2 separate regions of the Sus scrofa genome follow, and region 2 is linked to region 1. A link is a contact called in public Hi-C data. All regions are on one chromosome and are shown on one strand. Each heading gives the region's core, a stretch centred on a gene start, on an enhancer-like site or on the middle of the called end of the contact. The rest is flanking DNA. Distances are from core to core; before and after follow the strand shown. Region 1 holds the start of DMC1 (meiotic recombination protein DMC1/LIM15 homolog). Region 2 holds the start of BAIAP2L2 (brain-specific angiogenesis inhibitor 1-associated protein 2-like protein 2).

The links. Hi-C and Micro-C count contacts between places; a contact is called where the count stands out from the background.
Region 2: a Hi-C map of subcutaneous adipose tissue shows a contact between it and region 1, with 1.9 times the contacts expected there. The contact joins the promoter of BAIAP2L2 here to the promoter of DMC1 in region 1. A contact is called at or near these places in 6 of 47 Hi-C or Micro-C datasets (embryonic fibroblasts, fetal skeletal muscle, heart right ventricle and 3 more) and 1 of 2 datasets of contacts at active chromatin or transcription factors (skeletal muscle).

What each region holds. Positions count from the first base shown.
Region 1 is chr5:9,427,020-9,434,924 of Sscrofa11.1, forward strand. DMC1 (meiotic recombination protein DMC1/LIM15 homolog) reads left to right here and starts at 4,217. Exons shown (of 12, transcript XM_021091489.1): 1 at 4,217-4,355; 2 at 6,039-6,090; 3 at 6,682-6,726; 4 at 7,767-7,905. The coding sequence starts at 6,040.
Region 2 is chr5:9,773,999-9,781,903 of Sscrofa11.1, forward strand. It overlaps BAIAP2L2 (brain-specific angiogenesis inhibitor 1-associated protein 2-like protein 2), which reads left to right and starts at 4,645. Exons shown (of 14, transcript XM_003126055.6): 1 at 4,645-4,879; 2 at 6,152-6,227; 3 at 7,085-7,171; 4 at 7,561-7,622. The coding sequence starts at 4,829. It overlaps PLA2G6 (85/88 kDa calcium-independent phospholipase A2), which reads left to right. Exons shown (of 16, transcript XM_013988206.2): 13 at 423-577; 14 at 2,173-2,340; 15 at 2,858-2,931; 16 at 3,118-3,923. The coding sequence ends at 3,262.

The sequences.
Region 1 (7,905 bases), core at 2,967-5,466:
CACCATTCCCCTGGCTCAAACTTTTACAACATTTTCCTAGATATTCTCCTTTCCCGCTTTCTTCCCCCCATCCAATCCAATTTTCCACACAGCAGCCCAAATACTTCAAGTGTATTAAACTATTTAATTTTCACAACAACTCAATGCTAATACTAACAGTATATATTGATACTATTCTTGGTTCTCAAGTAAGGAAACTGAAGCACAAAGGAATTTTAATAATTTTCCCCAAGACCACATAGTAAGTGGCTGACCTGTACTATAAGTCTGGCTTAGTTGCCACTCCTACATGTGTTTATACCATACTTCTATAAATGGAAAACAAAATCACATATGAACACACAAGTTCTGCCATGAACTGGTTAAGCATTTTGGCTGAGAGCTTGGACTCAGGAGCCAGACTGTGAACTTGGGCAAGTTACTTAAACTTGTGGTGCCTCAGTTCTGTCATCTATAAATAAAGGTAATAATAGTTTCTACCTCATGATACCTTTGTGTGGAGTGGATGCATTAATCTGTAGAAAACAATTAAGTGACACGTTAGCTATTATCAAATATTACCTTTGATTTTTGAGAGTTCCTTTCTCCCTAGTACCTTCACTCCAGCAGAACCACTCATAGCTCCTTAAATAAGCCTGTGTTCCCTCTGCCTTTCCTATCCTGCCCAGCTGTGAATCCTCACTTATCCATTCAGCCCCACATTAAGGGTCACCACCTCTGTGAGGATCCCCCAGGGAGAGGAGCTACCTGGTTCCCTAATGCATGTATAATCCCTCGTATCTCAACTTGTGTATAATTATTTATTTTCTGTATCTATCTTCCCTGCTAGACCCATCCTTTCTTAAGAGCAGAGACCTGTTTTTATCTCCACATGCAGCCAAAAGCTGGGTCGGAGCAGTGTTTCATAAATGTTGGTTAAATAAATGGTCACCAGCATGCCACTCTGGGGAGCTATATGACAAAGTTTGAAGATTTTCAAATTTAGAAATAAATCTAAATAAAGAAGAAAGCCTGGAGTTCCTGTCGTGGCTCAGTGGTAACAAACCTGACTAGCATCCATGAGGATGTGGGTTTGATCCCTGGCCTTGCTCAGTGGATTAAGGACCTGGAATTGCTGTGAGCTGTGGTGTAGGTTGCAGATGCAACCCAGATGCTGTGTTGCTGTGGCTGTGGCGTAGGTGAGTAGCTACAGCTCCATTCAATCCCTAGCCTGGGAACTTCCACATGCCACAGGCGTGGCCCTAAAAAGCAATAAAATAAAATAAAATAAAGGAGAAAGCCTCAGATAACTGATATGTATGTATGTATGTACATATATGTATATATGCTACTGTAATTGCCTATATACTTATCTATAGCCCTCACTAGGGTTTGTGTTTTGTTTATTGTTGAATCCCCGGCACCCAACGCCTAGTACAATATCTAACGAATAGTAGGGATTCAATAAACATTTTTCTTGGCCGCACCCGAGGCATGTGGACATTCCCGGGCCAGGAACCAAACCTGTGCCACAGCAGTGACTCAAGCCATAGCAGTGACAATGCCAGAACCCTTAGCCCACTGAGCCACCAGGGAACTCTCTCAATAAACTTTTTTGAACAAATTAAATATATTTAAGGGGAGATAGACTCAGTGAAATTCTCTATTTGTATGACCCCTAATTTTTTTTTTTTTTTTTTGTCTTTTTAAGGCTGCAGATGGAAGTTCCCAGGCTAGGGGTCTAATTGGAGCCATAGCCACCAGCCTACGCTACAGCAATGGCAACGCCAGATCAGAGAAATGCCAGACCAAGCAGCATCTACCACCTACACCACAGCTCGCAGCAATGCTGGATCCTTATCCCACTGAGCAAGGCCAGGGATTGAACCTGAATCCTCATGGATACTAGTTGTGCTCTTAACCTGCTGAGCCACAACAGGAATTCCCACCCTTCATTCTTTAGTTCTCTACTAAAGCATTTCTTAAATTTGAGCTCTTGAAACCAAGAATACACATCCACAGGCACCAGTTTGAAGAAACTCAACTGTACAGTGGAATTATATGCCTCTATTTGATTTTAAGATGGTTGTCCACAGAGGGGCAGTAAAGTGTAATGATTTAAAATTCCTGTTGCTATAATTCCACCACCTGTTTTTCAATTAACTTAGAATATCATTAAAATGACACCAAATTTTCAAATTTCATAGAGATCTTGTGGACTCACTGAAGGTTTTGAGAAATCAGGAAAGCTAATTGACATAATTACTTATTGGTACTAGCTGACACAAAAGCTCTGGCTTGCCATGCATTATATCTAGGATAGGAAAGTGGCATTTTGCAATGCAGGATTTTCATCTAATATAGTCACTCTTACAAAATTTTTATGACTTCCGAGTTTTGTGTCCTACTTAAAAAGATATCATTTACTGAGATGGTAAGCATTTATGTCATGTTTTCTCCTAGCACTTTTGTTATTTTATTGTTCAGGTTTAATTTCTTGATCCATCTGAAATTTATTTTGGTATTAGGTGTGAAGTATGGTTCCGATTTTCTTTTTCTTTCAGATGACTACCTAGTTTGTTCCAACACTATTCACTGAATTCATCTCTTCATTGATTTGAAATGCCATCTTTGTCTTTTTTTTTTTTTTTTTTTTTTTTGGTCCCGGTTTGAGTGAAAAGGTCTTCAAGTGTACTTATTTTTAACTACTCTGGAGTTTGGGGGTTTGTTTTAAAATATTTTTAAGTTGTATATAACTATCAATACCATCTCCAAACAAGATTTTTATCCTTACTTCATGAGTTTGTCATTACCAAGCTCATTTCAGTTTCTTTAAGTGTACTGCACACAACCTTCAAATATTATGAACATTTCTCTCTCCCAGCTGTCACTACACCAAACTACATATGTTATATTTCCCTAAATCATCTTGTTGTGCTCTTTGCAGCTCTTCCGTACAGTTGATGTCTCCATCTAACAAGTTGCTCAGAAGTTACTATAATTATTTTAGGTGAGGCCCAAAGTGAAAGCCTACCATCGACTATACAGTTCATCTCAAAAATTGACATTAATTTCTATTTAAGCAAGACCAGGCTGTGTTTCTGGAAAATAACAGATTTTGAAGAACTATGGCAGTTATTTGTTGGGTCTTTAAACAATCCACGTGGGGGGCAGAGGAAATGTCCTACAAAATGCCAACTGCTATTGTGGGAATTTTTGGCTATTTATTCCAGCAAAATATGATTCAGACACTGAATGAAAAGGGTCACCCTGTACTAGGTCTTGAACCCAAAGAACTGTTTGCACAGATAGTCATCCAAGATACATCACAGCCTCCACCTCAACAGATGCTCTTTCAAATGTTTCATGACTCTCTTCAACAGTCAGTCTCCATTTAAGGGGAGGAGGGTTGATGCTGCCAGAGACGGCTCTGCTGGCATGAAGGCTGGCCTAAAATTTCTATTTAAAAGCTGGACCAAAATATGTTTGGCTTCTGTTGTCTATTTAAAATTTCAAGTTAAAAGGAAGAAAAATTACTCTCCGTCCTGAATGGGCTTTGGGTGTCTCACTCACAGACTAGAGAATGGCAAACGGTAAGAGAGTCACGGAGAAGGGAGAGAAATTAGGAACGCTGAGATATTAGGAACAAACTATGAAGGCAGACATGAAAAACTTGGAATGAAAAGAAAAGCCTTAAGCAGGGGGAAAAGACCCCCATATTCGGCTCCTAACGGAGGATCTGGATTAAGGTAAGCATTCTGCACGTCATGAGTCACCACATCAGCCACCTCCCCTCAGCACCCCTCCCCCGCCTCACGGTCGTCCACCTCTTGCCCCCTTTCCAGCGGCCTCTCTTCATCTCAGAACACGCGCCACCCAAGGGCCTCCTTTCTCAGAGGATCCTGTCTTCACCTCAGCGTCCACCTCAGGAGCCCCCAATTTTGACCCATGTCCTGGGTGCCCCCACCTCAGAGTCCTCTCTTGACCTCAGCATCTCCCTCCGCTCTGGAGACGCCCCAGCCTCCCTTCCCACCAAAGCCCCTCTCCTCAGCACACACTCTCCCCCTCAGCGCCCCCTTCCTCATCCCAGCGCGCGACACGCCCCGGAGAGTCCGTTCGCCGCTCCCAGTACCTTCGCCTCCCCCGGACGCTCCTGCCGCCCCGCCCCCCGTCCTCTGCCCCGCCCAGATCCCCGCCCCTCCGTCCTGGCCCCGCCCACGCCAGGCGCGCGCCCAAACTAGTCGTTGGGCACCGAACCTCTTGGTCAACGGGGCTGCGAGGCGCCGCGTTCTGCTTCGGAGTCAGAATCCCTGAGGACTGGAAGGCCCGGGACGGGGGCGGAAGGGATTCATTCACCTTGAAAAGGGAGATTGTGGGTACGAGTCGGGTTTGTGGCAAAAGGGGAAGGTGGGTGAAGAATCTGAGGGGAAACTCAGGGGGTCCCTTCTTTAGTCATGCTTGGTGGTGGTTGGAGGCTCCACTTTGTGCGTCCCGCCCCCACCCCTGGGGGTATATCTCAGTGCCCTTGAGTGATTACCAGCATCCTTATTTTAAACCAAGTAGGACCTAAGTTGGGGAGGGGCCTCCTCAGACTCCTTATGAGGGAGTTAGGTGTTGGAAAAACGGGTGGCGGCAGGGGAGGCGACCTGGACCGCGCTTCCACGCCCGAAGCCGAGGCGACTGGGAGCCCTACTCTAGATCCAACTGCTCTCAACGTCCATTGCTATTTGAGAAAGATGAAGAGCAGCTTTTTTCAAGGCTAAAGAAAGGACAGTCAATGTGGAATTTGGGGGCAATCATATATATACATATATATAAGCAATCTGAGTGAGGGGCCGTATTCCAGAAAATTCCATTTACACCGTCTCCTCTTTTGCCTCGAATACTTTGCTGTTCAGAGGTACTAGGTGGTAACGACCATACCTCAACCTTAGTAATTTGTTCCCCTTCTGCTGGGCCCCAACCCCTGACTTCCGCGTTTTGTGAGAAAATGGAATAGACCAAGAAAAGTGATTACTTGGACTACGTTTTCTAATAAACAGGATCATGCTTTTTAGATTCCTGAGATCTTAAAACCGCTGCTCCAGTGTTAACTCAAAGATTGTTCATCTGCTTATTGGCCCTAATATTTTATCATATTATGATACTGAGTATTCACCATAATTTAAATCTTTACAAAAATCATGAAAGTAGTAAATACTATAGAACAAAATACATCCATTGTTTTATGAAAGAAAAATACACATGTTGCAAGAGAGCTCATTCATAATTCTCAAGCAGGAAGAGATGAAAAAATATCTATCTGTTGAAGAGAGACTAAGTTCTAGGTGCCGGGGAAGATATAGGAAGACTGACTTAAGGCCAAAGGTTTTTTTTTTGTTTGTTTGTTTGTTTTCTTTTTAGGGCCAAACCTGTGGCATAGATAAGTGCCCAGGCTAAAGGTCAAATTGGAGCTACAGCTGCCAGCCTATGCCACAACCACAGCAATGCCAGATCCTAGCCATGTCTGAGACCTACCTCGTAGCAACATTGGATCTTTAACCCACTGGGCAAGGCCGGGGATCGAACCCAAATCCTTATGGCTACTAGTTGGTTTTTTCACCCACCGAGCCACAACAGGAGATCCAGGCTAAAGTTCTTAGAGTGTTGTTAACATGAACATGAAAGAATAAAAATACGGAGTTCTAATATTCTAATTCTAATATTTCTACTGCCAATAACATTCCAAGACAACAAAGAGATATTATCAGTTATAATTGTGCTGTGGGAAATCAAAAGATGATACAAAGTGGCCAATTTTGAGGAAAGAGGAGAGAAACAATGTCCCTCCACCCTCACATATGCACACCCATTAAAAGAAATAATACCAGATGCCTAGCAGAAAGGATATAGGCTAGCCAGTCATTTCAAACTAAATGTTTTTCTATTTGTCCTTCTGGTCCTTAATAACTGAATTGAAATCAAGAAAGTCTATGGGCAAAGGGTTTTGTACTATGACTACTTCTTAATATTTTTTTATTTTCCCAAAATTGATTATTTTTTTGCTGTTCTCCTTTCAGTATGAAGGAGGATCAAGTTGTGCTGGAAGAACCAGGATTCCAAGATGAAGAAGTATGGCTAGAATGTTGAAAGACATGTAGACATTTAGTCATTCTACAAAAATGAAGTTCCTTCTCTGTTAACTACTATTTTTAGAAACAGATTAGCAATAAAACATAGTTCTGGAGAGAGGCAATATTACAAATATGTAACAACTTGTTTGGCAAGGGGTGCTAAGATTAGCTACTTAGCAGCTGGTGTGAAAGTATTTTAATAATTTAGCAATTGGTATGGCCATACTGGTTCCTATGCAAACTGGTAGTGAGGAGTAGAAGGAGTTCAAGGTCTGGTGGGGAAGACTGAGAAAACATATTTTAAAATAGATTAAATGTTGTTCCACTCTTTTGGGTTAAGGTCTTAAAAATTTGGAGAGGGCATAATAAAAGTATTGAGCTTCCCAGTGCTTTCAGTGTTAGCACTTCTATGTATGCAACAATGTGTTTGAAAAATCATTATTGAGCCTACCTCAGTCTGTCTAGAGAAGTGGAATTTGAAGCATCTTGGAGTGACTCATAATTCTGAATTAACTCTTAAAAATATTTGTGAAACGGTTGAATATGAAGAATAAAAACTTTTTTTTTTTCCCTGTTCCATCTTCGTTAGGAATCTTTGTTTCAAGACATCGACCTGTTACAAAAACATGGGATTGTAAGTATTTCTTCAGTGCTGTGTGAAATTGTCCATTTTAGGGTTTCTCAGCCTTGACTCTATTGGCATTTGGGACTTGACAGTTCTTTGTTGTGGGGGGGCTGCCTTGTGCATTGTAGGGTGTTTAGCACTCTGGCTCCTAACCACTCATGATATGCTAGTAGCAGCCTCATAGTTGTGACAACCCAAAAATTCTCCAAACATTGTCATGTCCCCAGGGAACAAAATTGTCCCCCGTTGAGAACTAGTGGTCCACTTGGAGGTGTTCAGAGCTATCAACTGTTTCCATCAACAAAAAATTCACCTTCTGTCATGTGATTAGATAAAAGAAATTCAGACTTTAAGTAAAAAACTTGATGAATTTCAGTAGCAATCAGTTGACAGAAAAACTTCTCGGATGTTACCTTTTTTTGACCACACCCTCAGCATGTGGGAGTTCCTAGGGCAGGCATCAAATCCATCACACAGCATTGACCCAAGCTGCTGAAGTGACAAGGCCAGGTCCTTAACCCAGTGCACCACGGGGGAACTCCTCTGATGTTACCTTTTAAAGCCCTCACATTTAATCTCTTTCAGTTGGATTTAGAAAATTGGAGCAAGAGAAAATCCTGGTCTTTTGGTTATGTAGTCATTTGCATTCTCCAAGGGTAAAGAAAAAAAATCTTAAACATTTTTAAAAGAACATGCTGGTAATGAAGTTCTGTAGAAGGAAAGAGCTGAACTGAGGGGGTGGACGTGTGATAAATTTGTTGGCTTTTCTACCAACAGACTTTTCTTTTGAATTCTTTGTTGCATTGCCATGGTCTCACTAACATTCTTGGGAAATCAGGGCACAGCCAGAACATTTGGCAGCATGCTGGGTATGTTCTACTCAGATATTTCCAGAACATTTGGCTACATGGTGGGTGGGTTCCACCTGGCTGCTTGTATAAAATTGGCATTGTGATGGAAATAGATGGACACAGAAACACATGACATAGTATGAAAGCCTTGCAGGCTGGCATTTTCTTAATCTGCTGCACCCATTCTTTTACTTACAGAACGTGGCTGACATTAAGAAACTGAAGTCAGTAGGCATCTGTACCATCAAAGGGATACAAATGACAACAAGAAGAGCCCTATGCAATGTCAAAGGGCTCTCAGAAGCAAAAGTGGACAAGATTAAAGAGGCAGCCAACA
Region 2 (7,905 bases), core at 3,395-5,894, 350 kb after region 1:
CTGGCCACCAGGGACCCCCTCAGCCCACGGCTGTCCCACCCCCTACCCTGATCTCTCTGAGGGAGCTGAGGGCAGGCAGAGCCGGGGAGCCGGCAGGCCTCGGGCAGGCTGCACCCTGCCTTCCACCAGGATGGCAGGGCCAGACGGCGTGATCCGTGCATCCTGCTCCTGAGGCGTCCCCAGCCTCTCCCTGTTCCTGCAACACACACACACACACACACACACACACACACACACACACACACACACACACACACACACACACACACACACACACACACACACACACACACACACACACACACACACACACACACACACACACACACACACACACACACACACACACACACACACACACCCCCTGAGCTCTGAGGTGCACACTGAGGAGGTCACTGGGTCCCCTCCTCCCCCACCCGCAGAGCAGCTGGTATGGCGGGCGGCCCGGAGCAGTGGGGCAGCCCCCACCTACTTCCGGCCCAATGGGCGCTTCCTGGATGGCGGGCTGCTGGCCAACAACCCCACGCTGGACGCCATGACCGAGATCCATGAGTACAACCAGGACCTGATCCGGAAGGTGAGAGCCCCTCCGGTAGGGGGCGCTGGACGTGACCGCCCCCCTGCAGCCACTGCTGTTTTAGCAAAGCTTACTAAGGACAGGCTCCTAGGCGGGCAAATGGTTTTTATTCATGCCTTCATTTGTGCACTCAACAGCAGTTTATCTTTTTATTTTATTTTATTTATTTTATTTTATTTATTTTATTTTATTTATTTTATTTTATTTATTTTATTTTATTTATTTTATTTTATTTATTTTATTTTTTAAAATTTTTATTTTATTTTATATGTTATTTTATGTCATTTTATTTTTAGGGCCGCACCCTCAGCACATGGAGGTTCCCAGGCTAGGGGTTGAATTGGAGCTGTAGCTGCCGGCCTACACCACAGCCACAGCCACGCAGCATCTGAGCTGAGCAAATTTCTGCGACCTACGCCACAGCTCACGGCAACGCCAGATCCTTAACCCACTGTGTGAGGCCTGGAATCAAACCCATGACCTCATGGATACTAGTCAGGTTCATGACCGCTGAGCCGCAAGGGGAACTCTTCAACAGCGGTTTTATCTCACACTCAAACCTACTTGTTTAGTGGAGTCTGCCCAAAGCACTGTCCTAAGAGGGATGCTAGGCTCAATCCGGACTAGGTGGTGAAGGGCGTTATGGGCAGTTACAAGCATCTGCTGGTCACGGGGAGGGCAGCACAGGGACCAGACGCGGCCCTGTTGCCCGGCCTGGAGACACCCGCTTGCCCTTGGGGAGCTCACATTTAGGGGAGATGGTCCATAAACAAGGACACACGCATCCAGGTGTCGGAGGTGCTGTGACCGAGGGCTGCGGGGGCAGCCCGGGACCATCACCTCTGCTGAGAGATCCGGGGGCTCAGACAGGGCTCACGGAGAAAGGAACCCCATCCCCAGGCCTCTGAGGAGACGGCAGGGCAGAGCCGGTGAACCGGAGGAAGAGAGGCGGCCTTCAGCCCCGAGCTTAGCGCCGAGGCGGGCGGGGCCCACGCGTGCTAGGAGAGGCAGTGTGGTGCCGCGGGTGGGAGCTCAGGCCCTGGAGCCAGCTGGCCTCTGGGTGTGGGGCCTGGCTCTGCCGCTGCTTCAGTTCAACCACTGCATTAGGCTGCTGATAGTACCTGCCTGGGGACTGTCGCGAGGCTTATCTGTAAAGTTTAGGACCGTGCCTGACCCCAAGTATGCTGTATCCGTGCGGTGGTGGTTAGCACTGCGGTCCTCCCCAGGCTCCCGACGCCAGCCCCGGGCGGCAGAGAGGCGAGCGCCCTCTGGGGGCCAGATGAGGAAGGGCAGGCTTCCTAGAGGAGGAGGGAATCAGAGGCTGTGGGATGGGGAAGGGTCTTCAAACATCACCCAAGTGGATGAGGAGCCTGGGTTTGGTGGGTCGCCCAGAAAATTGGCAGCAGAACTTGTTCCAAAGCAAAGGAGAGGCGGCACGGACTGTGCTCCTGCTACAGGAGGCCTGTCCCCCCTCCCCATGCTGCCCCCGGTCCCCAGCCATGGGCCTCTCTCTTCCCCCTGCCCCGGGGTGCCCCCCGACCCGTGGAAAGGGCCACCGAGGGGAAGGTCTCCGCTGACCTGTCTTGTCCCAACAGGGTCAGGGCCACAAGGTGAAGAAACTCTCCATTGTCGTCTCCCTGGGGACAGGGAGGTCCCCGCAGGTGCCTGTGACCTGTGTGGACGTCTTCCGTCCCAGCAACCCCTGGGAACTGGCCAAGACTGTTTTTGGGGCCAAGGAACTGGGCAAGATGGTGGTGGACTGTGTGAGTAGGGGCCCCTCCCCCGGCCCCCTTCCCTCGAGGTCTCTGCCCCAGGATAATGACTTCAGCCTCTTCCCATGAGACCCTGGGTGGCAGGGCTCTGCTGACCCTCCTTGCCAGCTCAGGTGAGGGGGCGTCACAGTGCAGAGTCTCAGTGCTGGCAAGAGCTTGGGTGCCCACTTGCAGTGCGTTTTCAAGCACCTGTTACTGAAGATCCCTTCCTTCACCCCCAGCCCCGTGGAAGCCCAGAGGGTCAGATGGGCAGGGACGTGGAGGGCTGGCCACTCAGCCCCTCCACGCTTGCTGACCCTGAGCGGATGCTGCCCAGCCACCCGTCAACACCATAGACTGGGCCCCTCTGATGGCGTAGCTGGGACAGTCACGGCAGCACCGAAAAGGGCATTTGCCCAAAGTTACTCTGGAAGCTGATTGGGGGCTAAGCCATCCCGGAACCTGGGGACCCTGAGCGGGGGCCGTGGGTACAGTGTGGGCTGGACACTCATAGGCTACCTCTCACCAGTGCACGGATCCAGATGGGCGGGCCGTGGACCGGGCCCGAGCCTGGTGCGAGATGGTCGGCATCCAGTACTTCAGGTGAGGGCTCGGCCGGCCCCTGCCCCCAGCCCCATGGCCTGGCCTGGCCAGGACCTTCCCCACCACAGCCCTTGCCCTGGGCTGTCCCTTTCCCCCATGGGGCCGCTCTGGGTCCCAAGCCCACCCCATTCCTAGCTCTTGTCCCGCAAGTGTCCTGCAGTGACCCCTTCTTCTTGGCCCGGACAGACTGAACCCCCAGCTGGGGACAGACATCATGCTGGATGAGGTCAATGACACGGTGCTGGTCAACGCCCTCTGGGAGACCGAGGTCTACATCTACGAGCACCGGGAGGAGTTCCAGAAGCTCATTCAGCTGCTGCTCTCGCCGTGAGGCCGCCAGGCCCCCAGGCACCCCCAACCCCAACCCCCCACCCACCCAGATCAAACACTAAGGGTGCCTGGGCTGGGGAGGCCGGGCAAAGCCCACCCACCACACCACAGGGCAGAGCCGGGCCCCAGCAGCTCTGTGTCCACACACCGGGCTTAGGAGGCTGCTGGGCTTCCTGCTTGAGGCTGGTCCTAAGGCCTCTCTTCCCCTCTGTCCCCGCCTTCTGGCAATCTGCCATTCCAGGCTTGGAAAGCCTTGAGCCCCTCTCGGCCCACCCCCGACCACCAAGGATGACTGGCTCAAACACTACGGGCGCCCGGGCGTGGGCCCAGCCCGGCCTCCCAGAGGGTCCTAGGCTCTTCCCGGTCCCTGGTGGGAGCTGCAACCCCTTCCACCCTCTGCCCCTTCCCTGGGGGTGGGGCTAGAGAAACGGGCCATCTCACCCCATCTGGGGAAACCCGGGCTCCAGGAGTGGGCCAGGAGTCCCATTCGACTTTGTCCCCCGACACACACCCAGCCAGCTGCACCCCCCAGAGCCGCCCCACCCTGTGAGCGCTCAGCTCTCAAAAGTCACTCCCGGGACCAGTTATTCTTCCCGACAGGAAGTGGTTTATAAAGTGAGGCGGGGACCGCCTCAAACTGTGAAATAAACGGTTAATTTCAGCGTGCCTGTGTTGTGTGCACTGTTGTGTGAGTCCCTCCATTCCCCGACCCGCCAGCTCCCTCAGCCTTGACCGTCATCGTCCTTTGCCCACACGGACAGAAGCTTTGTTTCCCAGGCTCCCCAGGGCAAGGACACCCCTTCTCTTCTTTAGGCCTCCCCAAGTCAGGTCCCCAAGGGTGTTCAGAGGAGGCAGCCAGGGAGAGCCCCACTTGCCAGAGGAGTGGGTGAGACCCAGAGAGGGCAGGAGGCTCGGGCACCATCACACAGCAGGTAAGCAGGGCCGAGGCGTGCCCCTGGCTCTGTGCAACTCTAGCATTTGTGCTGCCCCGTCTCCAGCGTGCAGCAGCACTGGGAGGGCAGCAGCGGATGTGGGAGCCTCAGCCTGGGGATGCAGGTCTGAGGGGCTCAGGTTGGAGGGAGCCTGAAAACAGCAATGGGCTGTGGGGGCGTTCCCCGTGCCGAGGCTGGGGGCTGCAGGAGGGCACAGCTTGCGTCCAATAGGGCGGGCACTGCCCTATGTAGGCAGGGGGGATGGCAGAGGTCCCTGCCGGCCTGGGAAAGACTTGTCCTTGAGGAGATGGCCTAGGAGAGTGGCCATCCACACATGCCCATGGGTCCAAGGCTCAGAGGGGTAAATAATTGAAGGGCAGGTCACACGAACCCGCCCGCGTCACAAGATGCCTTCCTTGCCGGGTCTGGTTACGCCCCAGATCACATTCTGACATCCCTGGCTGGTGAATAATTAAGCTGCCACCTCCTCCTCGACCGGCCCTCCATCTCCGGGTCCCACTCTGCAGCCTCCTCCACTGCCCGCCGAGCCGTGGGCATTGGAGAGTACAGACCCCAGCGCTCCCAGCCCTGCCAGCACCACCAGCCTCCTGCTCTGCGTCCAGGCGCATCCATCCATGGCCCCCGAGATGGACCAGTTCTACAGGTCCACCATGGCCATCTACAAGGTGAGTGTGCGTGTGGCCCGGGCCCAGGGCACCGGAGTACCACCTCCCGGGGCTCGAAGGCCGGCTGGCTCTGGAGGACAGGAAGGAAGGCTCAGAACCAGGCTGGGCTGAGCCGTGGTGGGCGTGGAGGTGGGGATCCCGGGGAGAAGTTGGCCGCCCCCGCCCCAGCCAAAGGCTCCCAGAACAGAAGTTCATCCAGTGAGTGACAGGCCTGCTGAGATAACACGCAGCATAAGCCCCCAACTCCCACTCACTGGACAGAGCAGGGCCGGGCCCAGAGTGGCCTTAGCTGGGGGCAGGGGCAGAAAAGCCACCTGGGCCGGAAGTGGGGAGTTCCTCTCTCTCTCTCCTTGTCTCTCTCTCTCTCTCTGGTTTCTGGGTCCCTCACTTCAGAGGGGGGGCTGCAATCTCCAGAGACATTTATTGAGCACCTCCTGTGTGCAGGACCTTTCCCCTGGGACCTCAGAACACCCCACCTATCGGGTAGAACATATTCACCCCATTTGATAGATGAGAAAACTGAGGCCAGTGAGGTTAAATAGCTTGTTCAAAGTCACCCAGGGAGGAAGTGGGGCTGCTGGGATTTGAATCAAGACCCAAGTCTGCCCAAAATTACTTAGGTAAATAATTAATTAAGCTGTCTGGAGTTCCCTTGTGGCTCAGTGGGTTAAGGATCCGGTTGTCACTGCAGCAGTTCAGGTCACTGCTATGGAGCAGGTTTGATCACTGGTCCGGCAACTTCTGCATGCCACGGGCACGGCCAAAAAAGGAAGAGAGACCCAAGTCTAAGCCCACCACCCAAGGTTCTCTCCAGCTGGCCAAGGCCCAGGGTGGCCCAAGTGACCCAGCCACAGCCTTGCCCCCAGTGGGCCCTTCTTTGAGGAGGCCAAGCTCTGCCCTTGCCCTTGAGGTGGCTGTTGGCAGCCCAGTCCAGCATGGCAGCAAGGCCTGGACCTGGGGCAAAGCTGAGCCATGCTCAGGTGGGCACGGTGACAGACCACAGGCTTGAGCCAGTGGGAGCAGGAGAACCTTCCAAGTGCAAGTTCCCGCTGGGCAGGTGGGGAGCCAAGGGGACCCTGGCCTGGATCCTGGCCTCTGAGGCCCTTGTAGCCGAGCCAGGATTCTGGGTGATTCTGGGAGGCTGGGTGGGCTCCCCCTGAGTCAGGTGTCTCACGGGGCGGGGGGGGCACCCTGATCCTGAGGCCCCGTGACTTGCCTCTGCCCGTCATCCCTTCTTCCTCTCCTGCCCCCCCACCCCCGCTCGGACTCCAGAGTATCATGGAGCAGTTCAACCCCGCCCTGGAGAACCTGGTGTACCTGGGAAACAACTACCTGCGGGCATTCCACGGTGAGTGCCCCGCCCCCACCCATAGTCTTGGCACCCCGCACCAGACGCTCTCACCCCCACACACTCCCACCCCCCTCACTCACCCTCATGCTGAGGCTGAGAACCCCAGGCGCTCCCAGAGACCCAGGGCCAGGCCCTGCAGGCCCACGGGACCCCAGCTACACACACTTTGATGTGTCCCCCCGATGCTGCACGGTGAGCCCATTGCCACACCCAGGCCCACCCCTGCACCGCCAGCTTCACCCTGACCCCCGCACCCCCCTGCCATCCACACACCTCCAGCTGAGCCCCTGGCTCCCTCTCTCTGCCGACAGCCACCCGCTCCCCCTCTTCCCAACTTCCTCCTCCATCCATCCCCGGCCACCAGCTCCAATCAGCCGAGGACAGTCAGCCCTCTGCGGGATGGACAAGCCAGGCACCCTGAGCTGTCACCCAACCCCTCCCCTTTTAGGACTTCAAAGTCCTCGCACCACCGATCTGAGCCCACGCCATCCCCACCCCCACGTCGCGTGTCTCTACACCTGTGCCTCAGGTGTAGGACATACCTGGCCGCACGACACACCTGGCCACGCCCTCCTGAGGGCCACACAGACCCGCCCACGACAGACACAGCCGCGCCAGGGTGCTGGGTGCAGCTGCCCCAGGCCCCGCCCCCACAGGGAGAGCCCCCTCCCCTCCCCTCCCTCTCCTCCCTCCCCGTCCCCGCCTCCCGCCTCTGCCCCCTTCCTCTCACACACGCCTGTGCCAGAGCCCACCGTGTCCCCTGCACACGCTCTTCTCATGGGAAGCAGCAGCCTTGCGGGTGGGGGACACCCGGAGGAGGGGGCTGGGCCGGACGCGTCCCGCTCTCCCTGCAGCTCTGTCCGAGGCGGCCGAGGTGTACTTCAACGCCATCCAGAAGATCGGGGAGCAGGCCCTGCAGAGTTCCACCTCGCAGATTCTGGGTGAGGCACCCCTTCTCTTGCCTCTCGGCCACCCTCCTGGGCCTGCGGGACAGCCCTCGAGCCCCGCCTCCGCCCCAGGCCTCCCCGTGTTGTCTGGGCCCAGGGCCTGCCCTCCCCCCTTCTCAGGTCCCAGAGAGGCTTCCTCTTCCAGGAAGCCCTCCCCAGAGGCACAGGCCTTGCGGTGTCATTCGGGAGCCTGTGCCCCTCCCCCCAGTCCCCCGCAGGACATCTCCAGAGCTGTGACAGCTGCTGCCAGCCAGAGTCCCAGGGCCAGACGGGAAACCTCTGGACTTTGGTCCCCAAGTCCAGCTTGAGGCAAGCCCTTCTGGCAGCTTCTGGCAGATCCCTCCCCCGCCCCCCACTAAGGCCGCTGCTCTTGGTGCCTCCAGGTGAGATCCTGGTGCAGATGTCGGACACGCAGCGGCACCTGAACTCTGACCTGGAGGTGGTGGTGAGTCTCAGCCTGGAGGGGTCACTCGGGAGAGCGGGCTGCATTTCACGGAGGACGGGGACCCCACCTCCACACCCTTTCTCAGAGAGGGCTTTGGGGAGATGGCAACAGCAGCTGTCCTTTGGGGCCCCTGCCAGGGCCAGGTTCTGCTGGGTACAGTCACCTGCCCATCTTGTTAAGCTCCAGCACCCTGGGAGGCAGGTGCCATGTCTATGGCCCTTTGACAGAGGAGGAAGCTGAGTCTCAGGGCTGTAGCCACTCGCCCAAGATTCCAGGGTAAGCG